3 separate regions of the Mus musculus genome follow, and regions 1 and 3 are each linked to region 2. The links are chromatin contacts, called in public ChIA-PET and Hi-C maps. All regions are on one chromosome and are shown on one strand. Each heading gives the region's core, a stretch centred on a gene start, on an enhancer-like site or on the middle of the called end of the contact. The rest is flanking DNA. Distances are from core to core; before and after follow the strand shown. Region 1 has its middle 3.5 kb from the start of Gm46145. Region 2 holds the start of Epb41l5 (erythrocyte membrane protein band 4.1 like 5). Region 3 overlaps Ralb (v-ral simian leukemia viral oncogene B).

The links. Hi-C and Micro-C count contacts between places; a contact is called where the count stands out from the background. ChIA-PET counts read pairs in DNA pulled down with a chosen protein or histone mark.
Region 1: an RNA polymerase II ChIA-PET map of memory CD8 T cells shows a contact between it and region 2, with 13 read pairs. The contact joins the enhancer-like site here to the promoter of Epb41l5 in region 2. A contact is called at or near these places in 3 of 484 Hi-C or Micro-C datasets (group 2 innate lymphoid cells, nephron progenitors and uterus), 3 of 115 datasets of contacts at active chromatin or transcription factors (extraembryonic endoderm stem cells, memory CD8 T cells and pancreatic cancer cells) and 2 of 9 other capture datasets (adipose tissue and liver).
Region 3: a Hi-C map of the G1E-ER4 cell line shows a contact between it and region 2, with 2.1 times the contacts expected there. The contact joins the enhancer-like site here to the promoter of Epb41l5 in region 2. A contact is called at or near these places in 2 of 39 promoter capture datasets (the HPC-7 cell line and HPC-7-derived erythroid cells), 12 of 484 Hi-C or Micro-C datasets (the AML12 cell line, the G1E-ER4 cell line, the P5424 cell line and 7 more), 3 of 115 datasets of contacts at active chromatin or transcription factors (bone marrow-derived dendritic cells, cardiomyocytes and extraembryonic endoderm stem cells) and 3 of 9 other capture datasets (adipose tissue, embryonic stem cells and liver).

The regions. Positions count from the first base shown.
Region 1 is chr1:119,456,046-119,458,745 of GRCm38.p6, forward strand. No RefSeq gene overlaps it. Among named protein-coding and RNA genes, the nearest start is that of Gm46145, 3.5 kb to the left of the region's middle. Within about 2 kb of position 1,261, at least 59 of the 459 cell types and tissues checked have an H3K27ac peak or open chromatin away from gene starts, as enhancers often do. A contact at or near this core is called in adipose tissue, memory CD8 T cells and uterus, where this site is marked.
Region 2 is chr1:119,647,667-119,650,366 of GRCm38.p6, forward strand. Epb41l5 (erythrocyte membrane protein band 4.1 like 5) reads right to left here and starts at 1,334. Exons shown (of 25, transcript NM_145506.4): 1 at 1,119-1,334.
Region 3 is chr1:119,475,825-119,478,524 of GRCm38.p6, forward strand. Ralb (v-ral simian leukemia viral oncogene B) reads right to left here. Exons shown (of 5, transcript NM_022327.5): 3 at 2,091-2,299; 4 at 71-248. Among named protein-coding and RNA genes, the nearest start is that of Gm46145, 23 kb to the left of the region's middle. Within about 2 kb of position 1,282, at least 32 of the 459 cell types and tissues checked have an H3K27ac peak or open chromatin away from gene starts, as enhancers often do. A contact at or near this core is called in the G1E-ER4 cell line and the HPC-7 cell line, where this site is marked.

The sequences.
Region 1 (2,700 bases), core at 11-2,510, 190 kb before region 2:
AGCTAGACTAGCTTGCCAGCCTAGTGGCCCCTGGCTTGTGCACGTGCTCCCTGAGCCCTCGGTCGTCCTGGCCTGGTTGAGTGGAAGTCGGTGACTTATAGCTGCAGCCATGGAAATAGAACACCCTTGAGAGATGGCAAGAAAGGCACCTGTCAGTGACTAGCAGCCAGGGGCCAGGCCAAGGGAAGAATGTGGCCTCTATGACATCTCTTCTGGAGGGGAGGACACTCTCAGTCTAACCCATGACACCCTCAGTCTAACACATGGGAGTCCATTGCAGAAGGGCAGAGGAGGGAATGGATGGTGTTTCACTAGCTTGTGTGTGTGTGTGTGCGTGTGTGTGTGCCTGAATTTGATCTCCAAGACCCACACGGTAGAAGAGAACTAACTCCTGAAAGTTGTCCTTTGACCTTCACATGGGTTCTGTGATATGTGTCCACGTGTTCACACAAACACACAAATAAAATGCAATTAAAGTGAAAAAAAGGAAGGAAGGAAGGAAGGAAGGAAGGAAGGAAGGAAGGAAGGAAGGAAGGAAGGAAGGAGAGCCATGAGGTACAGCAGCAAGGTCTATTAAGGTAGGAGAAGTCACTACGGGAGCACAGAGTGAAAACTGTCCAAGGCAGGGGTGGAAAAGCCTGGGGCTAGGAAAGCGCAGCACTAACTTCAGCCTTTGAGGACAGAGAAATGGGAAAACACTGCCGTAGGTCACGAGCCTCCTCCACGGAGGCCACAGGTATTCTTCAGGACTGGGAGCTGGCAGGAAGCCCCAGCCTCTCTCATTAGGTTAGCCGCACCAGCTCTCAGGGTTTTATTACCTCTGCGCTGCCTCGCTGCCTCGGAAGAGCTCAGCCCCATCTGGCTGTGGCTGTTAAAAATGTGCTTGGCTTTCTTCTTTAAAATAAAACCCCAATCAAGGGATAAAAGAAAGTGCTTTGGAGCTTGGCCAGGGAACCGCTGCTTACAGGTGGGGAAAGATGGAGGGCTGTGGGGGGAACTGGGGTGGGGTGGAGGGAGCGATCCGCTGACATAGCACCTGTGTTGGTGAACAGCAGAAGCTAGAAGCTAAGAGGTTTTTTTTTTTTTTTTTTTTTTTTGATGCTTAAACCCAAGAAGGATGGGTAATTTAGGGAGCACAGAACAAATGATCCAGGACAAGGGAGAAGAGGTGTGAACGCGGCAAGAAGCTCACAGCTACTTTTAGCTAGGTAACACGAAACCGCTATTAAAAGTCTGCTTTGAAACTGAAAGCAACATATGGTCACAATCCCATCACATGCGAGCCGCTTCCCCCTGCCAGCTATGCCCTGAACTATAGAAGGCGAGGCTGAGCCACGGGGCTTCAAGGTGAGCTTGTTTCCTAGGGCTACAGCCCCCATCCCTACCCCCACCACTGAGGGACAGTCACCAAGCTCTAACCCACACATAGGGCTTGGGCATTGCAAAAGAATAAGCCATGCTTGGGGCAAAATAGTTTGTCATGACCTGCCACCCACCCAAGTAGAATGTGCTCAAAGGGCCCATGGCACATGTGGTCACGGTCAGTGCTCAGCCCAACCTGCTTGCCTACGGGAGCACTGAGTCTACGGACTGGCTGGCCCTGGCCTCTGAAGTCAGCTTGTTTGGGCTAAGAGGGAGCAGTCCTTGAAGCAGAGGCTATCTCTGGTGATGGCAGCCAAAATGACAGAACCGCTACTACAGGGACTGATGCCCCCAAGGGAATGTGTCTTTAAGACCAAGGTCTGGGTGCTCCTTGGGGGGGGGGGTGAGAAGGGAGTACGTGACTAGGGTGGTTCTCCAAGGCCTTTCTCGTGTGTGTGTGTGTGTGTGTGTGTGTGTGTGTGTGTGTGTGTGTGAGAGAGAGAGAGAGAGAGAGAGAGAGAGAGAGAGAGAGAGCGCAGTTGCACGCTGGGTTGCAGCCCATTTGCGTTTCATGTGGAAAGGAGCTTGCTGAATTGCAGTGTGAGGAATTAGGGCTCCCCTGTTACTTTCCCAATCTTTCTCAGTAAACAAAACTCACTGTGGGAACAGTCTTCCTATGTTCTGCAATACAAATTGATTAATGCAATAAAAATGCGAGTGAAACCACCAGCCCTCACAGACAGTGGGCTTATGTTGTCTGCCCTGCTCTCTGCCACGGTGTTTTTCCTTAAGAGTTTGTGTATTGTTCATGCTTTGGCTTGGCACACACACAAAATCCAAAGCCCATAATAACGCAGGTCATTAAACCCAACAACTGTGTTTGGACCTTTTTCAAGGGAGTGATTCAGGCAGGCGTTCTGCTCCGAATCAGCTTCCAGGGAGTTACCAAAGCTACCCTCACTTAGGCAGGGTCCCAGACCAGCCTCAAGAGCTTTCTCGGGAAAAATCGACCCTCCTGTAGCCACTAGGTGGAGCTAGGTGTTTGCGAATAGCGTTCAATGAGCCTGGTGTGACTAAAAAAATGACATCTTTTTTTTTTTTTTTTTTTTTTTTTTTTTTTGGTATAACATTCTGTCCAAATAAAAACGAATGGGGCACTGGGAACTGGGAATGTAGCTCAGTTGCTGGAGTGCTTGCCGAATGTGCATGAAGTCCTGAGTTCCATCCCAATACCACATAAGGCAGGCATGATAGCATCTCACACCTATGCACTCTATATATGCCTGTAACTCTAGTTCAGGAGGATCCGAGTTCAAAGTCATCCTCAGCTATATTATG
Region 2 (2,700 bases), core at 84-2,583:
TTTACACCATAGGGTATCTACAGCCAAGCTAGTGATTTTTTAAAAAAAAAAAAAAACAGTAATATTGAAAACTATAGAAAATGTCCTAAAGTTATCAGTATCTTTCATCCCAGTTACTCCCGCAAAAGAAACTGTAACTAAGAAACTAAACACAGGAACATTGCGCACATCGCTGCCCAAACAAGTTATCCTAACAAGAACAACAACAACAAGAAAAGAAAAAAACAGGTGTGAGCATTTAGATTTAGTTCAGCCTAGCGTTCCAGAACCCGGGTTTGGTTCCCAGTATCGAAAGAAAAGAAAAGAAAAGAAAAGAAGGAAAGGAAAGGAAGAAAGAGAGAAAAAGAATTAGAAGAAGAACGAAGTGGGGGTTGGGAAGAAAAAGAAAATAATGATCCCAAAGTGTTCATTTAGACACATACAAGTTACCCACTGCAGTTAGCAGTGCTCAGTGCCTCAGCTCAGTGCATCTGGGGTGAGCGGAGTTGTGAATTACATTCATAATTTCTTGGTGGGCTTATCTCCAATTCTTAAGGGAAAAAAAAAAAACCATTACTAGTAATTTTGAACTATTGCTAAACAACTTCGGAGCCTGGAGCCTTCTCGCTCTTAAAGCAGAACCCGGGAGACTACAGTAACCAGAGATGGACACAATTATCTTCTACCCACAGGAGAACCCATCATTACCGGACGCGCGCCACGCGTGGGGGCGGGGAGCGCCCTCGGCCTTGGCGGTTCCCGGGAACGCACCTGCCTCGTACGCTTCCCAAGTTTCACTCGACCGGGAGCTAGCTGGCACGTCCTGTCTCACCGATGTCTGCCCACAATCCCGGCGAAGTGACACTCGAGGCGACCTTCCCCTAATCCCACAGCTACGGGGAGGTCAGGGGTGACCAGAGTTTCCCCCCAACAACGCGCGAGACCCCGGCGACGCGCCCGGCCCTCAGCGGCCACCGCGCGGTATCGCCCGAAACTCAGCGCCCAGCCCCATTGGCCGTCGCCGCCACTCCCCTCCCAGCCCGCGGCGTCGCCCGGGGAGCCGGGCCGCCCACCCGGCACGGTCGAGAGCCTCGGCTCAGTGAGCAGGGCCAACTGGACACCCGAGGCCAAACTCTTACCTGTACTCGGGGGTGAACACCGTGAAGCGACGGAGACCACTGCGACTGGGACGCGCGACCCTCGGAGAGAGATGCCCAGCCGGCTAGAGGAGAGGACGGGTCTCCAGAGACACCGAGAAATGGCGGCGCAAGGCGCGAGCCCACCCTGCGCTAATCCCCGGAGGACCCCGGCCGCCCGAGGGCACGCCCCTTAAAGCCCCATCCAAGGTCCGCCCCCCGAAGGGCGGGACGCTCCGCTCTTAAAGGGGCAATGGCACCGCCCCGGAAATCGGCCTCCTGAGACCTGAATTTAAGCTGGCAACACCAGATGGGACTATAGAAATACAGAAAGGCAGTTCACCTTTAATCCCAATACTCCAGAGGCAGAGGCAGAGGCAGAGGCAGAGGCAGAGGCAGAGGCAGAGGCAGGTGGATTTCTGTGAGTTCGAGTCCAGCCACAGCTACTTAGTTACAGGTCAGCCAGGACTACCTAGTGAAATCCTGTCTTTTAAAAAAGATTATTTTTTTCTGTGCGTATATGTATGGGTCAGGGAAAGATATGCCACAGTCCCTGTCTGAGAACAACTTGCAGGAGTATCATGTGGGCACAGGGGACCAGACTCTGGCCTTCACATTTGGAATGAAGCACTTTTACCCACACTGAGCATCTCCATGGCGCTTGGTTTATGTTTTGAATTTTTCACCTTCCTGGTAATATGATTTGAAAATGAAACGTTGGGTTTAAGATACAGTTCAGTGGTAGGGTGTTAGACTAGCACATACCAGGCCCAGGATCCAATCCCTGGCACAGCAAAAATGAGTATTTTCCTATTTTTAATGTAGTCTAGTATGTTTTCTCTTACACAGTTGTTTATTAATTGATCCAGCATTTATTTAAATGTTTCCTTGCTCCCTCCCCCCAAATCCTAGAGATTAAAGCAACCTTTAGTCTGTAATGGAGAAAGAGAACAACTATGTGTCAAGTGGTGATGAGAGCCCTGGAGAGAACGCTGCTGGGAAAGGGAAATAACAGACTGATGCTCCAGGCACTGTGGTCACAGAATGGAGGCCCTAAGTGGCAGGGCGACATTCCATTCATTCATTCTTCAGATAGTTTATCAAAATGCCTACAGCTCTGTAGACCCTGGAGATAAGGCAGATAAAGAAGAAAGACAGGAGTCCCTCAAGGCAATCCCAGCAGTAAAAGCCCCTTGGGGGCTGAGTAGTGAGTTCAGGGCCAGCACTGGCCACATTGAGAGGTTCTGTCATAATTAAACAAGTTATTTCATGGTTTAGCCTGTATGGGAGAGTGTACCTGTCCTCCTTGTGCCTATAGCCTTTGAGGCAGAAAGATCACTTAAGCCCAGGAATTGGAGGCCAGTCTACCTAACACCATCTCAGAAGGAAAAAGAAAATGCTGTAGGGTATAGCTCAGTTGGTAGAGTGCATAAAGTCCTTGGTTCAAAACATGTCTGACTGGCGGTTAGTAAACACCTAGAAAATAGCAGTGGGTGTGGGGTCTGGGAATGAAGGGTTGCAATATAAGCAGGGAGGAAGGCTCTTAGGGCAGTGACAATGACTTCAGACTTAAAGTAGGTGAGGA
Region 3 (2,700 bases), core at 32-2,531, 170 kb before region 2:
AGCAAACGAGATGGCTGTGTCTTGAGACAGCAAAAGCCAGATTCTGAGAAGCCTCCAGAACTCGTCCTACCTTGTCCACATTGGCGCGGGTCTTTGCAGATGTCTCCACGTACTGCACACCCCACTCCTCCGCTTTGCCTCGGGCCTCGTCCACAGGCACCTGCCTCCGCTCCTCCAGGTCGGACTTGTTGCCCACGACCAGCAGTGGGATCTTGTCCTCCTCTGACTTGACTCGGAGAATCTGTTCCCTAGGGACGGTGCGGCAAGAACAGTGTGGTTAAGAAAGCCAAAACTGGCGGGAGAGGCACCAGGACGGCTCAGCGGCTGAGTGCTTGCCTCCAAGGCAGTCTGAGGACCTGGGTTTGATCTACACTGTGAGTGGTGATAACTGGTTCCTGCAGGTTGTCCTCCTTCCTCCACGTGAACTATGGTATGTATGCCGGTGCACGCACAGCGCACAAATAAATAAAGTTGCTTTGTTTTGTTTAAAAGCTGGCATATGAAGTCAGCTTTACAAGTAGCTGCCAGGTGCCTCGGGGTTTACAGAGCATCTAAAGCCCTCGGTAAAGAACAAGAGAAATCATTCCATCGGGAGATTTCAAAATGGGTGTCTACTAGCAGGGGCTTTTCCAGGCTGGCCCTTAGCTTTCGTCCATTATGATCATCTGGTCTCTCCCAGGTACGGATTTCTCTGCCCCATACTCCTACAAAAGAGATGTCTGCATAGGAAGTCAGGAGTCTGCATCTCAACGGAGTCCCCCAATTTATGGGGTCAAAGAGAAAGGGAGAGGGAAGTCAGGAAGAAACCCTCTGTGAATCTCGGGGACATGGCCCAGATGGCAGGGTGCTCCCACTGTATACACAGAGCCCCTCCCCACCCCCCACCCCTGGTTCCTTCTCAGCACTCTACAGGCAGGCATGGTGCTACACGCCTGTAAACCCAGGAGACAGGAAGACCAGAAGTTCATGGTCATCTTAGCTACATAGTAAGTTTAAGGCTTCATGAGACACTACTTAAAACAACAAACAAAACAAAAAAATCCAATCAAACCCAAAGCAACAGCTCACAAAAATGCTTAGTAATTCCAATACAGGCACAAGGGAGAGAAGAAAGCAGTGTGTACAGACATCCTGTTTTATCTCCGGGATGGCCTCAAAATCAGATTATGAAGAGGAAACACAGTTGTGATCACAAAAGTGTTACCCACATAGAAACTTCCTGAATGCTCAAAAAAAATCTGCAGCCGCAAGAGCTCACGCTGAGTTCTCTGCTGTGCGTCTCCTCCATACACACACCGCAGCTGCAGAAAGCAAGCCAGAACCTTCAGCTCTTTAGAGACCTTTAGGAGGCAGGGCCTGGTGGGAAGAAGATAGGTCTCTGGGGTGTGCCCTGGGAAGGGACACTGGGACTCTAGACTCCCTCTTTTGCACCCCAGCTGCCGTGTACCACACAAGCCTTCAGTAACATAACCCCCACCATGCTGCATGCCCCCTACCCCTGGGCCCAGAGCAACAGGCCACATGATCGTGGTTGGTAGCCTCAGAAACCACAAACCACAGTAACTTCTTTTCTGATAAGCGGACTAACTAGGGTATTCTGTCCTTAAGGGGAGTCGATGAAAAAATTTGCAATTATATAAGAAAGTGGGAAAGCTTGTGTGGTGTGGTGAAGAACCAGCTACAGAAGAAGTACCCCCCAATGCTCACTATTTCTTTATAACAGAATTTGGAGTTGGGAACACTGGCTGCTCTTGCAGACAACTTTGGGGTCTATTGGCACGCTCAGAACTCTTTGGCCCTTGTATGTACTGCACACACTTGGTACACAGACATACAGTAGGCAAAACACCAGTACACATAAATAAAAATAAGTCCACCTTTTAAAAAAGGTATGTGCAGAAATCCTAAAACATGGATGCCCAAAGAAACAGAAACAATAGTAGACCAAAGTGTAACAAGATTCAGAGAACCCTACGGCAGAGTTCTTCCTCATCAGAGCCCGGCCATCACTAGGCCACTCGACCCCGGATCCCTCGCCCTCAGCCGCCGGGCAGGAGGGTCAGGGCCAGGCTCTCCCCAGTCAAGCACACCTGAACTCGGCTGTGGCTGTGAAAGACTCGTGCTCTGTGATGGAGAACACCAGCAGAAAGCCTTCTCCGCTTCGGAAGTAGTTGTCACGGATGGCCGCATAGTCCTCCTGGCCAGCGGTGTCCAGGATGTCTATCTGGACCTCTTCTCCGTCGAGAACCACCTTCTTTCTGTAACTGTCAGCTTTGGTGGGCTCATAGTCTTCTACAAACTGGGGGGAAGCAGTCAGAATTAAGGAGTACAGTCGGCACCCCGACTACATCACTACGTCTGAATGCTTTGCAATCAGCTTTGTATTCACTAAGAGTCTAGAGCTATTACACCCAGAGAAGACACTGAAGAATGCAAACAACCCACTCCTTCCTTCCTTCCTTCAACAGGGTCACACGATGTGGCTCAGGCTGGTCTTGAACCTCCTGTCTCTACTTTCCAAATGTTGGAATTGCAAGCATGTCCCATCATGCTTGGGAACACTTCCTGCCTTAATAGCTCTGAGTTCAATTTCTTTTTTTTAAAGCTTTCAACAACAGGGGCAGATAGCCCCATTTTACAGATAAGAAAGGCCAACACTAAGAAGAATTCTTGATGATATCATTGTCAATAGAGCATAAA